Regions from separate parts of the Mus musculus genome. Here regions 1, 3, 4 and 5 are each linked to region 2. Evidence: chromatin contacts called from public HiChIP or PLAC-seq and promoter capture Hi-C data. All regions are on one chromosome and are shown on one strand. The core of a region is the stretch at or near the end of the contact, and the rest is flanking DNA. Distances in the headings are between cores, read along the strand shown.

Region 1 (3,045 bases), core at 298-2,797, 440 kb after region 2:
TTAAACCCAGTGCTTGAGAGGCAGAAGTGGGCAGATTTCTGTGAGTTTGAGGCTGGGCTGGTCTACTGAGTAAGTTCCATGCCAGCTGGTCTAAGCGTGCCTCCTAGGAAAACCCCGTCGTTAATTTAAAACACCCCTACTGCTGAAGACACTTCCACACCTTTGCTGCAAGATAGAAAGAAACGGAGCTGGGACTGAATCGGAAGCTTCCTCCCTGCTTGCCGGCTTCCGCGGTGTCCAGAGGCTCACGCAGGATGTGAATGATTCAGGCATAGGAAGCTGCCGAGAAGTAGGACTTAGGAAACCCAAGCTTTCCCTCGGAAGACATGGCTTCCCTAGCCAGGACAGACACCCTCGTCTTCAGAGAGAAATGGTGAAAAGGAGTATGTAGTGTGAGCATCCAGAGGAGTCGGGAACAGTGCGAACACCTGTGTGTCTGGAGGGCAGAGACGGGGCCTGTGACTTAAAAAGCAGGCTGTGAAGCTCTCTGAAGCAGGTCCATCACGTGCAGCCAAGCCAGGTAACTCCACATAGAGACCCAGGGCCCCAGGAGGCCTCTCGTGAGGGAAGAGATATGCCCCCACAGATATGTGCAGATACCGAGGCAGGGGGAGGGTCTGGCCTTGGAGTCTCAGGCACAACGAGTTGGAAGACTATGGGCAGCTTGTCTACAAGGTCTTCTTTCACCCAAATCCAACTGTGCCAGCTCCACATCAGCCCAGCAGCTCCTGTGTCTCTCAATATGAGGGTCCCATGTGCTTGTACTCCATCTAGGACTAGCTTCCCACTGAGACAGGGAGAGAGTGGTAGGGGACAGGATTAATCCAGGGCCCCTGGGGACTGGCAACCAGAAGAGAGGTGAACTCCAGCAATGCCAGGCCGAGAGACTGAAGGAGCTTGCAGGAGACCGCAATGTGAATGATTCCTGTCAGCTCCAAACCTACTCTGGCCACTCCATCACCCAGGGACTCCTGGTTACTAAGCAACCCCTGCCTTACCTACTACGTCTGCTCTTGTTCCTTAGCAACCCTTGCATAACCCAATTCCCTTGAGTTCAGAGTTGATATCTATAAATTATAAGTAGATGGGTGCTGCTCCAGCAATGGAGAGAAATTTTATATTAAATTCTGGTCTGTAGCTAGCGTCCTCATGAAGGCAACCAAACTCTTCACGTTGGCAGGCTCAGCCTTGGCTTCCAAATTATGCTTCTTTTGATATTTTATTTCCAAAACTGGACCTACCCTGTTCTCCTCCCACCCCTCAGTTTTCCTCCTTTCCCCTCTGAACTGTCCCTTCCTCTTCTCTACGAAATACATTGAAAGTCTTATATTTCCAGGGGCTAAGGGGGTTTCAGATGTTGGTTGATCTACCTTTTCTAAATACGGGGCTCTAAATATTCTAATACCCCTCTGGGGGATTCTTCTCCCCAAGCCACAACACAGATTAACCCCACACAGTGAGGGTAAGTGAACAGAGAATCAAGGCTCCTCCACTAGACCCAAGAGAAAAAGGATTCACACTTTGTGTGTTAGAGCACCCCCTGCTGGAATGCCTGCGTTATAACATGTCTGAGAAGCCGCCCTGTTTCAGGAAATTTCCTTTGGCCTGCTGGTCTGAGCTTGCCTGATGGTATTACAGAGAAGCTAGCCCACTGACTAGAAAAACAGCTCTAGCCTGGTGCAAGCAAACAGACTGCAGAGAGGAGGTGAGCCTTGTCTATGCTTGGTTCTCCTTACATGCCGTGTGCCTTTCACCCAGAGAGAGAGGGAGCAAGAGAGCCCTCACTCACTGGCCCCCAGAGTCACACTTTATTCCAAGGCAGTCTGAAGGAGCCGAGCTGACAGCAGATCCATCCCCTTTGCAGTGGTCTCTAAGCCTGTCCAAGTTGATTAATTCAGATGCATAGATTTGAGAGTGCAGAAGCCAAATGGACATACTTTCAAACCAGCCCCAAATCAGAGGCCAACGACCTTCAATGCTAGGTCCAAAGCAAAAAGAGAGGGCAAAGAAAAAGAAAAGAAAGATTAGGGGAGAAAGTCGATCCTCGTAGTGCAGGCCCGTAACCTTAGCTACTCAGGAGGCTGAGGTGAGAGGATCGTGAACTCAAGGCCAGCCTGAGCAACTTATGGAGACAATGTCACAAAATAAACATTAAAAAAGAGGCTGGGATTATAAACTAGAAGTAGAACACTTGCCTAGCATATGTGAGGTCCTGGGCTCAATGTTTAGTCCTGAAGAGGCAAGGAAGTAAAGAGAGAAAAGTGGGGCGGAAATGAGGAAGGCAGGCAGGAGGGAGAAAAAAAAAACTCAAGGAGAAAATGAGAAGCACACAATGCTTAAAATGCTGACAGTCAGCGGAGAGCTTAAGGATGCTGCTGGGCTCCTGTCATCCCCTCTCAGCTCCTCTGCTCCTCCAAAAGCCGAGGTGACTTGGGTGATCCTGAGGGTTTCCGTGACCGACCAACAGCAACAGACAGCTGCAGACAAGTCCAGAGAGAAAGCGATGGGACATGAAGTGAAAAGGCATGAAGACTCCGCTCCAAGAGTCGTTTGCCCTGGTATAGCCATGAGGCCTTGTCCCAGACCACATCATTCCAACCTTGGGCTGTGAATGTGTTGGGTTGACCTCACGAGCTGTCACAGAGCTGATTTCCTGGGACTGCCGATTCTATCTGAATAAACTCCAATACGGGTGGAATTTACAGTCCCATAATTCAGGAATGTGGGGAAGGGCCTCACCCAAGTTGGGGAGGGCAGAAGCTGGGGGAAGGGCAGACCTGTCAACAAGTAGATGGAGCCCCCACACCTCCCTCCCAAGGACTCTCCCCCCTGATAAACTGTCATATCAGAAACAGACTCAGAACTCAGGCAGGCTCCAGGCCCCAAACAGGGCAAGCCAAGATGGGCGGGAAGACAGCTCTGGGCTCAGCTGGCTGGAGAGGCAGAGCTGGCCACAAGGCTGCAGAGTCATTTCTGCCAGCACCAGAAAGAGGCCACAGGCCGCAGCTGCAAAGCCACTGAATTGGCTCCTCTTTCCCAGGTCAG
Region 2 (2,819 bases), core at 199-2,698:
TCATATACATAAATAAATAAATCTTAAAAAAACAACAAATACAAGAGGAAAGAAAATCCTACATTTGCACCAACTCAGTCTAATATTTTTCTCCCGTAAAGAAGCATACAATACCTTGGGCAGAGGGGCGGGGGCCAGGAACAATCTCCCTCAGAAGGGGGTGAAACTCTGAAAGCTGCAGCATCTGAGAAAGCAAGCGGAGCGTGGGCAAAGTGCTGGGGGCACAGAATCCCATAAACTCAGCCCCCCCCCCCCCCCCCCGTGTTCCATGAACAACACCCTTCCTGCCTTCCTTACACCATCTTCAACGCTCTCTCTTAGCAGCTGGTCCAGTGCATTCTGTCTGGGATGAGTATTCTGCAAACAAGATGATGAAAAGAATTCCCACCTTGAACAACGTTCTCCCTGTAAGCCCTGATCTCCTAACATTCCAGAGGGAGAAAGTGTAACAGAAGCTTCCAGGCTGGCTGCTGCAGCAACAGAATTTCCCTGCACGGGGGTGGGGGTGTCTCAACGTGCCTTGGGGCTCCCAGTCAAGTACTTAAAATCCTTAGAATCAGAAGGTCATCTCACCTGCAACAGCAAACTGAGCTCGGTGCGAAGCAGCAGTACTTCTAGTGTGACAACAGCAACCTGGTATTCATCTGGTTCCTCCTGCCCTTCGGGGAAACTCAATCCATCTGGGCGCTCCTCAGTATAGCCATACAACCGTAGTACATCCCGGCCACCCTGGCACACATTCAGGACCCGGTCACCATCTAACAGACCTCCTAGGCAATAGAGCTGGTCCCCCACTCAGCACACCCTCAAGCCTTTCTGGTCAACCCTAAGCACAGGTCTAGTCCCCTTCTCCGATAAGGTCCAAGAGTTTCACCTGCACAGCATCCACCGTGCTGCGAAAGACGGGGTTATTAAACTTCACTGAGCGCCAATACCGGGGCCGCTGCGGGCTGAGGAGGTTGCGACCATATTTTTCCAGGATGTTCAGGGCCGTGGATAGGGTGTTGAGGTAGTTTCGAGGCTGGGAGCATTCAGAAAAGCAGAGTCGTGAGCCTAGCCCACCTGGCCTCTGAGCCTAGGTCCCCTTCCATGGAGCGCCGGGCGGGCTTGACCTCACCTCCCCATGAGCGTTGCAGCGGACCAAGCGTCCGGCGTCCAGCTGCAGGTAGCGGGCGGCTGGTGGCAGAGAGGTGGCCAGAAGCGGCATGAGCTGCTCCAGGGGAAAAACCTGCGCAGAATCCCACCTCAGGGCGCTCGCCAGCTCCTCGCGGGCCGCCAGGAAGCCTCGCTCCTCGTCTCCCGGCATCCTGAGACTGGAGACAGGCTCAGCTTCTCTGCCCTCCAGGGGCTGGCGCAGGTGCGCGCGGCGCCACAGCAGCCCGGGTCACTTAAGCCACCGCCCCGCTCAGCCCCATCCACGGCCAGGGTTACCGGGAACAGGAAGTCCTGGCAGAGAGGGCGGGACTGTGGGCCACTTTAGAGGAAAAGGAGGGTTCGGAGTGACGGTAAAGCTGAGATCAGGAAGGGTGGCCAGGTCGCCGCCAATGAAGAAGCCGCGGCCCGGGCTCCTCCCATAATGCTACGGAACCTTTTCCTTCCGAATCAGGCTCTCTTCTTCGCCTTCCCTTAAACTATCCCGCCCCTTCCGGAGGGACCCACCTCCCATGCGAGGGGTTAATTTTGCCCAGAGCTTTGCTATCTTTATTTCCATAGTGTTGGTTCTGTTCCATTCCCCGGCGGGGAAGTCCCACCTTATCGGGGACCGGCTCTGGCTGCCCTTAGCCCGGCTCAGGCGGGCTCCTCCCTTCTCTAGTCTGTCCTGAAGGGAAGGCAGTCCCGCTCGTCCTGCTCCCTTCCATCTTGCCAGGCTTTCCTCCTTCTTATCCTTCCTACTCTCTCGGATCCTACTTGGTCCCCTCCTCAGTCTAGCGTCATGGAACCCCACCTCTGGGTACCCCCTTTCCTATTGTCCCACCCTCTCTCAGTCCAGTACTTCCCCTGGACGGTCCATACTATAAGCTCCGCCCTTCTCGAGAGGCCGCCTCTATTTGAGTCTCCGCCGTCCCACGCTTTCCTAGCTCCTCCCTTGGACAGCCCCTGATGATGAAGCCAACACCGCCCTTCCTAGTGGCAACTAGCTGGGAATGGCTGAGGGGGTACTACTCACGGTTGGTGGCCGGCCAGGAGGAGGAGAAAAAAGGGAGGGGGCGTGGCTGAGGGGGGTGGGTCTGGGCCTGGAGAGTGAAAGCGAAAGCTGGGGCTGCTAGCCCAGGCTCGAGAGCTGCCAAGTGGGGGGAAGCATGGCCAAGCCTTGTGGGGTCCGCTTGAGTGGAGAAGCCCGAAAACAGGTAAATGGGAACCGAAGCCAGGAAGGAGTGAGAAGTCCTAACGGAGATAAAGCTCGGTGCTCCTGGGCACCAATGGGGCCTTGCGAGCGAACTCCACCGGCCTCTCTTTCTTTAGGGCTTTCTTTCACTTCTGCTCAGGGATTGCCAGTGCCGTGTCCTCGAGCCAATCTGTGCACTGAGCAGGCTCCTCCAGGGGGAAACTAGCTTTGTGGGACAGGTTTGGGCTAGAGTTGGAAGGCACCTAGGTTGGGAGTGGGCCCTTATTCTATACAAACTAAACCCTAACCAGCATCCGGCTACTTCTGTCTGTGCAGGTGGATGTCTTCAGACAAAATCTTTTCCAGGAGGTAAGTCTCTGAATTCAGTCGATGTAACCCAGAGTCTTAGTGCAGAACTCTAGGGCCACAAGCTCTGAGTAACCCACCAGTTCACCTTAATTTTGGTGTCTCCGAACCTTCATGCTTACTCAAG
Region 3 (2,847 bases), core at 332-2,831, 260 kb before region 2:
AGTGGCAGAGGGCCTCTGTGGTATGCACAGGCCCTGGGTTCAGTCTCCATCTTTAGGGAGGCCCTGGTCAGCTGATTAGTTCTCCATGAAGGCTGAGCTGTGGTACTTTAACAGTAACGGAAAAAAATTAAGAACATAAAGAACCCAAAAGCCTCTTCTTAGCTTATCCTACACCAGCCTCTGAAACTAAGGGGCCCTGCACATCTGTTCTCTGGGCAGACACCTCTCCCCTCCCCCAGCACCTCTGTCAGAACTGGAAAAGTGCTGATGCAGCAGCTTAATGGGCGTGTTTAGGGAGAAATTTCCCAGCCTCCCCTTCCTTCTGCTGGCTGTGTTCCGGGCCTCCCCTACCTAGGCCCTGACCAACTGAGATGTGGGTAGAGCTTCAGCCAAAGGGTTAAAGACTAGCTTGTATCCGAGAGAAGGGAGTCCAGAGCATTCCTACTGGAGAAGATAAGGGAATCTGAGGGAGTAGGGGGCCCTTGGGTGTGACTGAACCAGAGGGAGGAGCCCAGGCAGAGAAGCCAAGATGAGCGTAAAAGGGACAAGCTGCAACCTGGCCTCTCCAATATCCAGCTCCATACAGCAGGCCCTTTCATCTCAACGTCCATGATTCCCTGGCATCCCAAGGCACTGCCTTCCAGAACAGATGCATCCTACTCTGCCGGCAGGGTCCTAGGTTCTACAACCTCCACCAACCTACTCCTTCCTGACTCTGATGACTGAGGCAGACCCTCACCCTCTCTCTCTCTCTCTCTCTCTCTCTCTCTCTCTGAGTCCTACTGCTTCGTCTATAAACTGCCAACGCCACTCTACAAGTGTCTCTAGGGCCCTCCTCTGGTCCCAGTACTCAGAGAAACCGCCCAGGATTTAAGCAGACAGAAAGAACGGAGGCCTTCCAGTGTCTTGGTGAGAACAAAGACATATGTTGCAGAGGCCACAAAAATGCAGGCCCTTAAACTGATCCCAAGATGGAAAATCTGGGCCTGTTTCTGACCAGAGAAGGCTGGTAGAAAGAGACTCTCAGCAGAGGTTCTCTCAGCACACTTAAAGGACAGAAGTGACATGTAAGAGAGGGGTGGGGCAGAAGGGAAAGAAGGAAGCAGAGGGACAGAGCAGGGGCCCCGCAGATCTGGAGGGAGGGAGGCCCAGACCCTGCAAGCCAAACAGCAGGACAAGCTCAACACCTCTGGGGACTCTTGACTGTTCAGGAGAGAGGGAGAGGATCTGACTAGGAGGGAAAGGAAAGAACAAAACGAAGCTGTTTACCTTGGCTTTGCCCGTATTTTCCCGGGGCCCCTCCAGCTGCAGCCAAAAGTAAGGGGTGTCAGGACGGCTCTGGAAAGCGGTCACCTTGACCCTGAAGATGCGCTGGACTTGCAGCCGCTGCCGGTGTACCCGGGGCTTCGATTTTGTCTGCACCATGAACCATTCCTGCGCTGGGGGTTTACCCCCCGACAAAAGCATGGCTGTCCCTCCGGCCCCTGGAAAGCGTGAGAAGTGTCACGGGTCCCAGCACCGAGGCCCCCAGCCACCTAGCCCTGCAGCCTAAGCCACGCCTCCCCTCCTTGAGGCGCGCCCCCCGCCACCGCCTCCCTGCTGTGGGTTCTGCGACCCACCCGCCAGCGCTCCGCGCCCGCCCTCCCAGCTCCGTCCCTTTCCGCCGCAGCACGGGAGACAAACCCTTCCTGCTAAGGGTTGTAGCTAGGGGTGGGACCGAGCGGATTCCCGCCGCCCTTCCTCCCCCTCAACCACCACCCCCTCCTCCCCTTCGACCTCGAAGCCAGGCCCCCTGGATAAACTCGCCTGAGCTGCTGGATGGCTTAAAGGGGCGCTGGAGACTGAGGGAGGGAAGGAGAGGAGGCTGGGCGGGAGGGAGAGGGCCAAACAGGGTCTTGGAAGCAACTGCCTTCCACCCAAGTTTTGTGTTCAGGGGTCAAAGTTCCTTCCTCGAAGGAAGGAAAAGGAAGGATTGAAGAGTTGATCTCTGAGACCCTGGTTTTAGATTCCAAGCAGTGTTCTACACACACACACACCACATACACACCACACGCGCACACACACCACATACACACCACACGCACACACACAAACACATCACACACACACACACACATGATCCTTGGTCGTCTGGACTTCCCTTGAAAACCCTTTACTACACCCATCTCTTTGTGGCAGGAAAGGGTTAAGGGAAAATGGGGTGGAGAGACCACAGAGGCTAGGGCCTGTAGAAACTATGGGCTGGAGACCAAGCAGGACGTAAAGGGTTACAGCTCTGACCCCCACCCCCACTCTAGTCTGGGGACCGCCTGGAACTGGCTCTAGGCCCAGGCCCTGCGGAAGCCCCCCAGGGCTGGAGGGGCAGGGGGTTAGCTGCCAGAGTTTTCAGGCTCGGGTTGTTTAGGAGAACCCCTTTTTTTAGCAAGTGTGAGTTAGAGTGTGAGGAGCCAGTGGGAGGTAGGGTCTCCAATCATCCTTATCCACAGCCATATGGTTGGCATCAGTGGTCCAAGACTAGCCCTGGGCTGGGGACACTCTCAAAACCCGAGCTGCCTTGGAGACATGCTCAGTACAAAGAACACTTTATGTGGTCTTGTAGCCTGAAGTAGCCTGGCACTGGGAAGGCACAGTCTGCAGCTGGGGCCTCGAGAGAACCTTACTTTCCAAACAAACCAAGAGTCACAGTCTGACAGACACAAGTATGACCTGACCCACGGGAACAAAGGACAGCTATTTTTTTTTTTAAACTGAGTCCTTTCCTAGGACATCGGTGTTACAGAGCCACCGATGTGTGTATGTATGCAGGCCAGTGGGGAGGTGCACGCTGTGCAGAAGGGGCCCAGGGGG
Region 4 (2,995 bases), core at 39-2,538, 470 kb after region 2:
AAGCCTACAGCCTGAGCTCAATCCATGGATCCTAGGTGAGAAGCCAGATGCAGTGGCCCACATCTAAGCCTAGCACTCCTAAGGAAAGATGGGAGTCCACAAGAGGATCAGGCCAACTAGCCTGGAGTACATTACACAGAGGAGACAAGAGCTATCTCAACAAGACAGAAGACAAGGACTTCCTCTGATATCTCTCTCTCTCTCTCTCTCTCTCTCTCTCTCTCTCTCTCTCTCTGACACATGCACACACCACCACCCCACTAATATATACATAGTGTGTAGTATGCACACACATGTGCCTGTGTGTGTGTGTACAAGAGAAATCCCTGTTTATTTCGATCTTCATACTCTTTATTTTACCAAAGTACCCAATGTAACCCTGACTTTAGGGGATGCTCCCAAGCACAGACATCTGGAAGAACTGAAGGGCTCGAAAGACACCAAGCTGCCAGCTAGAGCCCAGTGATAGAGCACGCGCTTTATCCCAAGAACCAGAATTCCGTTCCCAACACCAACAAAAATAAAAGTCTGCGTTTAGTGTTCTACTTCTAGCTTTGCCAACTTTGCCAGTGTGCCCCTTGGTGAATGACTTCCCCCTCGGGGCTCTGGATCTCTTTAAATCAGGTGTGGGGATGAGGGGTGGGCAGCGGGGACTAGGTCCTATGGGGAAAGAAAGGCAATTGAGCACACTGGTGCCTCCTTCCCTGTAAACACGCAGGGGCAGGCCAGAGGAAGCTGAGAAGGGAGGGAATGCAGTACGTGAATACCTGTGTGGTCTACTTGTGCTGTCAATCTGGAGAGTGGACTCGAAGAGGTCGATGATGGGCTTAAGGGGCCACAGCAAAAGCCTGCTCAAGCAAACTTGTGTAATTTGCTGTGTTGTGAAAGAGAAGACTCCAGAGCCCTAAGATCTTGGTGGCCTCCTCAAATTTGAGCCCCCTTAATGAACATACCAACACTCCCTTCAGAGGGCCCATCCTAGACAAACTGTTGGTGTCCGCGGAATATTGTGTGCATTAGCTTAGTGGGGCCTCCAGACAGGGCCCCATCTCAAGCTACCTCTAAAACTGTGACAGGGTGGGCGCTGTCTGGTGGAGGAGTTTGAGCTGAATGGGCAGAGGTATCCACGTTCAAATGCCTCCTGGCTTCCGGCCAAGCAGCTGGCAGGTTCATCCCTCTCCCCAGGGTCCTCATAAACACCACTTCCGGACCTCCTGTCTCCATGTGGGCTCTTCCTGCCGGGATTTCTATTCTCATGCCTGCCCTTTCTCTGCAGAGCTTTCTCCCGCTCGTCGCGAGCCTTATTTCGCTCTCTTCTTCTCCCTATGTGATTCTGCTCCCCTCCTTCCCTCCACCCTTGACTTCTCTCCCTAGCTATCTCTCAAGAGTCCTGGAATGGGTCTCCCTCGCCATCTCCCATGCCGGCTATATCTCCCCCTGCCATAGCTCTCACCCCTGCACCTCATTCTTTGTATTCCTCTCGCACTCCCGGTCTCCCCAGCATCTCTCCTCCCCCGCCTGGCTCTGGCCTCCCCCTGCCTCCCCATCTTAAGACTCCTCCCCCTAGCTCCTCTCCCCTCCCCTCCCTCCACCTCACTCCACTCCCTGCCTGCATGCCACGGTTTCTTTCCACCGTGGGGGTCTCTGAGCCTTCCATTCTCCTCTCCGCCTGCCTTCTCCCTCACCTCAGGGGTAGCGAACCCCCTTTTTTTCTGCCTGAGCATCCTCGCACCACCCCCACTGCCACTGACTCTCTCCCCACCCTCTCCTCTCCGCTTCTCTCTGCCCCTTTAAATCTGCCTGGCCCAGCCTCCCCCTTGATGCTGGGTTTGGAGCAAACATTGATTTGTGCTGGGATGGAATTGGAATTTTGATTTTTTTTTTCCTCTCCCAACCATAAGAAGAAAAAAATAAAAACACCCCTTCTTGATAGCCCCCTCCCCTTTCCCATCCAGCCCCCAGCTCCTCTTCGCTGTCTCCGTTCAAGACAGATTTTTTTCCCCCTACACTTATTCTCATCCCCTCCACCCTGCCACTACCTCACCCCCCACACTAGCCTGCACCTTCAGCCGAGGAAAAGGGACTCTCCCATAGCTCCCCCACCTTCCTTCTCTGGGTTGTAGCAGTCTCTCCGGAAGGGAAGGGGGCTTGGCTTGTCCTGGTGAGGTGTGAGTGGAGGGACCCTGCCATGGAAACTGCGCCTGGGAGGCAGCCTGAGCCCCAGCACACATGGTGAGTAACCTGTCCCCTCCCTTTCGCCAGTCTGCCCATCCCTACCCTCATCCCCCACCCCACCCCCAACATCCCCATTCTACCATCGGCCCACCTGGGGCCGGCTTTCTAGCTAGCTACATTTTTACCCCCTTGCCTCCCCCGCACCCGGGTTTGCTAGCGGAGCCAAAGAATCCAGGCAGAGGGGTCCAAATCGCCAGGAAAGCAGGTGTCGGAAGACCCTGCCCTGGCCCCTCCCAGGTCCCCCACCTCCAACTGCCATCCACGCTCCACACTCTGGGGTTCTGGGTTGGAAAAGTAGGACTCGGGATCAGCGCTGGGACCCCAAGTCCCGGGAGGCGCCCTCTACAAGTTGGGAGGGATGGGAAAGCCCCCTTGCCCTCACCGCTTGGGAGCTGCTAAAAGATGCTGCCTAGGGGGGATGGGAGGAGGGCTGGAGGGCGGTGCTGATGCCCTAAAGCTACCGGCAGGGGAGCGGCTGGCAAAGAAGGGGACCTCGCTTTCCACTTGCCTCGCTCTCCACTTGCACCCCTCTTTCTCCGCAGCCACTCAGGATGAGGGTCCGGCCCTGCCTGCCCGCGCTGGGGCCCCTCCGCCCAGCCCCGGTCTAACTGCCCCCGCCCCCAAGCCTCGCCCGGCCCCCAGGCCCCCAGCCGGCTCTCCAGCCCCATGATGCGCTGAGCTGCCGGGGGGCTGAGGCCGCGCCAACTACATGCATGTCCCCCGGGGGCAAGTTCGACTTTGACGACGGGGGCTGCTACGT
Region 5 (2,761 bases), core at 46-2,545, 500 kb after region 2:
ATGTTCCTGAGCATAGAAGGGCCTGCCTCCCTCCCCCACCATGCTGCGCACACAAAGACCTGTCTCCCTCACCAAGCATGCTACTGACGGTGATGATCTTCTCTAGGGCAGCCGGGACTTCAGCCTTCTCGTGCACCATGGCCTCTACCTCACCCACAGCATAGCCGAAGTCCGCTGAATCCAAGTCTATTGTGAGCTGAGGCTCCTGTCCATGGGCTCCAGATAAGGCCAGCTTCCAGGAGCTTCGCGTAGTAATAAAACTAGCCACCTCCTGCAGCTTCAGCGAGCCCAGGACAGCAGCCACACCTGCAGGCTTCTGCTCCCCAGACCCGAGCAGTTCAAAGAGCTGGGCCACAATCGCAGCTTCCGATGTGACTTCCACATACTCATTGTGAGGTCCTGAGACACCTGTTACTCCAGGACATTTGAGCTCCCATCCACTACCTTCTCGTTGTCGCAGCCAGTGGTCAGACAGCATAAGGCTTAACTCAGAGGTATCATAGTATGTGTCTCGGAAGGTGACCCGGTGCTCCAGGGTGGCCCCCAACTCCTGCAGCCTTTCCTCCGTGTCAGGCCCTGGAGCGAACTTTCGCTCCACTTCAATCAAGCCCTGGGCCATATTAACCTGCAACCCTGTTTGCCAGGTATTCACTGAGTGCTCAAGGTGAGGACTAGTCAGCAAAGACGGACTAGTCCTGGATCAATTTAAGATGCATATACACTGTCCCAGAGCTCTGCTCCAGGTTCACAGGGCTCTACTTGGAGGTCTCTGCGGGCTGCAACAATGGTGACAAGTCTCCAGTTAAATCCTACTACTGATAACCCAAAAGGCTCCCTAGCAAACAGGCCGTAATGCTGATGACCTATCTTCTCGCTACACCTTGCTACCCAAGGCCAGTGATTCACTGCCCAGGATGATCTGCCATTCTTCGCCTAGCACCAAACAGCGGTACCTCGGGACACTCTTCAAGACCCCAGGGTCTCCTTCTCCCGGGACCCGGAAGTGGGGGAAGGGTGCCCACGCTACACCCGCGAGGAATGCCGGGAGCGGTCTCCGGCTCCGGACCTTAGTCCAGGCTCTTTACGCGCGAGACCGGTCCCAGCACTAGCGGCCATATTAGACCGGTGTGGCGGTGCCGATGACAAGCTAGGCCTGAGAGGTCTGTTAGGTTACGTGCGACCCAACCCGGTGGGCAAGAGAAGAGAGAGCTTCCTCTTGCCCGCTGTTCATCCTGCATTTTTCCTGGAGCCCAGGAATCGGCCAAGATCTCGAGCCTTAGCGTGAGCCTGGCATCCTGGGCCTGGTGCATGATGGGAGATGTAGTTTCCAAAGGACCACCTCACCTTTCCTGCCCACCGATCACTAAGGAAATCAGAATTAGTTTCAGCAAGCGGGACTCTACCTCAAGCTCTACAGGAAGGCTTTTGGGGGTGGCGAACGGGAAGAGTAGTTCCCAACCCCTCCCAGTGTAGACAGTGAATGCGACTGATAAAACACAAGCTATGGCTCCCCACTAAGTGGGGAGTTGTAATGGTTAGTGGAGTAATTCAGTGGTCACTTGGAATATTTTTTATAGTTGTTTTGTCTTTTGTTGCTTCTTGTTGTTTTGACACAAGGATCTCATGTAACCCAATTTGACCTGGAACTCCTCATTCCTCTTCGAGTGAGTGCTGGGTTACCTGTGTGAGCTGCCATGCCCTTACCTCTATCCTGGGATTTTCGAGAGGATAAATGGGAAACTTTCTGTCAATGGAGGAAGTGATGTTTTGAATGTGAATTAGAGATGTAATGGGACAGCTGGAGTGATGGATGCTCAGCACTTAAGTACACTTGCTGTGCTTACAGAGCTGGGATTACCTTCCCAGCACTTAAAGCGCAGGTGGCAACCTCTTTAACTCCAGTTACAGCGGGGTTCTTACGCCCTCTTCTGGCATCCTCCTGTACTGTACTACAGACAAAATACTGGTACATGAGAGTGTATGAGAGAGAATGAATGAATGAATGAATGAATGAATGAATGAATATGGTGGGATTTCTGGAGACCTAGGTGGGAATAACCGCCTGGGTAAAAGCCCAGAAACTAGCTACAGCACCTAGCCAGTATCTAAGCTGACGATGGCTTGAAGTGCAATTGAGTGGCGGGTTGAAAAGCCATGAGTGAGTGGCAGACTCAGTTCAACAGTCGCGGAGGTGGCATTGTTGGGAGTACGAGCAGTAGACAGGCAGAGTGCTGTGCTGCTGCTGGTTTCCCACCATCGGGGAAGCTGAGGCAAGAGGTGACAGCTTGCGGAGAGCCTGAGCTACAGACTGACTTACAGCCCCTCCTGGGCCAAGAGTGAGACAGGCAGGGAGCATCATGGGAACTTGGCACTTACAGACATGGCATTTTGAGCTTAGGAAGGCATTAAACAAACTCCTGCTTCTGGTCTATGGGTTGGATCTTATAGAACACAGAAAATACCAGTGCTTCAACAAGACTGAAAAGTAAAGCCAAGGATCTGAGTGGGGAGGGAACAAGTCCGAGACCCCATCTCTTCTCATTAGCCCAAACCTCACCCGTCCGTCCTCTTTTGTAGACCCACTTGCTCCTGGCCATGGTACAACCACCCTCTCCCGCTTCAGTTATATGAGGATTGAAGAACCAGTTACAAACTTTATTTACTGTTACATGGTAGAAACTCAAAATATTGGTTTCATAAGAAAATATGCCACGCAGCAAGCTTGGGCTCTGGAGACCACTGAGGGTTTACATCATGGGAC

Evidence for each region. Promoter capture Hi-C pulls out the DNA fragments that hold promoters and counts their contacts. HiChIP or PLAC-seq counts read pairs in DNA pulled down with a chosen protein or histone mark.
Region 1: a promoter capture Hi-C map of liver shows a contact between it and region 2, with 2.1 times the contacts expected there. The contact joins the enhancer-like site here to the promoter of Rnf31 in region 2. A contact is called at or near these places in 7 of 39 promoter capture datasets (3T3-L1-derived adipocytes, cranial neural crest, embryonic stem cells and 4 more), 5 of 484 Hi-C or Micro-C datasets (cardiomyocytes, cerebellum, cortical neurons and 1 more), 9 of 115 datasets of contacts at active chromatin or transcription factors (bone marrow-derived macrophages, embryonic basal ganglia, embryonic forebrain and 6 more) and 2 of 9 other capture datasets (adipose tissue and embryonic stem cells).
Region 3: a contact with region 2 is called in an H3K27ac HiChIP or PLAC-seq map of embryonic stem cells, with 7 read pairs. The contact joins the promoter of Nynrin here to the promoter of Rnf31 in region 2. A contact is called at or near these places in 5 of 39 promoter capture datasets (the 3T3-L1 cell line, the HPC-7 cell line, cranial neural crest and 2 more), 1 of 484 Hi-C or Micro-C datasets (embryonic stem cells), 3 of 115 datasets of contacts at active chromatin or transcription factors (embryonic stem cells and epiblast stem cells) and 3 of 9 other capture datasets (adipose tissue, liver and pancreatic islet).
Region 4: a contact with region 2 is called in an H3K4me3 HiChIP or PLAC-seq map of forebrain, with 5 times the contacts expected there. The contact joins the promoter of Jph4 here to the promoter of Rnf31 in region 2. A contact is called at or near these places in 18 of 39 promoter capture datasets (the 3T3-L1 cell line, the C10 cell line, the HPC-7 cell line and 9 more), 1 of 15 datasets of contacts at CTCF or cohesin (embryonic stem cells), 3 of 484 Hi-C or Micro-C datasets (cortical neurons, embryonic stem cells and forebrain), 15 of 115 datasets of contacts at active chromatin or transcription factors (VIP interneurons, bone marrow-derived dendritic cells, bone marrow-derived macrophages and 8 more) and 2 of 9 other capture datasets (adipose tissue and embryonic stem cells).
Region 5: a contact with region 2 is called in a promoter capture Hi-C map of embryonic stem cells, with 4 times the contacts expected there. The contact joins the promoter of Thtpa here to the promoter of Rnf31 in region 2. A contact is called at or near these places in 14 of 39 promoter capture datasets (the 3T3-L1 cell line, the C10 cell line, the HPC-7 cell line and 7 more), 18 of 115 datasets of contacts at active chromatin or transcription factors (bone marrow-derived dendritic cells, bone marrow-derived macrophages, cardiomyocytes and 9 more) and 4 of 9 other capture datasets (embryonic stem cells, liver, macrophages and 1 more).

Annotation. Positions count from the first base shown.
Region 1 is chr14:55,147,188-55,150,232 of GRCm38.p6, reverse strand. No RefSeq gene overlaps it. Among named protein-coding and RNA genes, the nearest start is that of Gm46455, 6.0 kb to the left of the region's middle. Within about 2 kb of position 1,547, at least 80 of the 459 cell types and tissues checked have an H3K27ac peak or open chromatin away from gene starts, as enhancers often do. A contact at or near this core is called in adipose tissue, bone marrow-derived macrophages, cortical neurons and 2 more, where this site is marked.
Region 2 is chr14:55,590,371-55,593,189 of GRCm38.p6, reverse strand. It overlaps Rnf31 (ring finger protein 31), which reads right to left and starts at 1,448. Exons shown (of 21, transcript NM_194346.3): 1 at 1,118-1,448; 2 at 875-1,021; 3 at 574-729; 4 at 298-357; 5 at 115-184. The coding sequence starts at 1,306. It overlaps Psme2 (proteasome (prosome, macropain) activator subunit 2 (PA28 beta)), which reads left to right and starts at 2,169. Exons shown (of 11, transcript NM_011190.3): 1 at 2,169-2,348; 2 at 2,663-2,695. The coding sequence starts at 2,301.
Region 3 is chr14:55,852,849-55,855,695 of GRCm38.p6, reverse strand. Nynrin (NYN domain and retroviral integrase containing) reads right to left here and starts at 1,581. Exons shown (of 8, transcript NM_001040072.1): 1 at 1,270-1,581. The coding sequence starts at 1,467.
Region 4 is chr14:55,115,228-55,118,222 of GRCm38.p6, reverse strand. It overlaps Jph4 (junctophilin 4), which reads left to right and starts at 1,288. Exons shown (of 6, transcript NM_177049.5): 1 at 1,288-2,232; 2 at 2,778-2,995. The coding sequence starts at 2,949.
Region 5 is chr14:55,093,318-55,096,078 of GRCm38.p6, reverse strand. It overlaps Thtpa (thiamine triphosphatase), which reads right to left and starts at 1,295. Exons shown (of 2, transcript NM_153083.5): 1 at 73-1,295. The coding sequence starts at 619.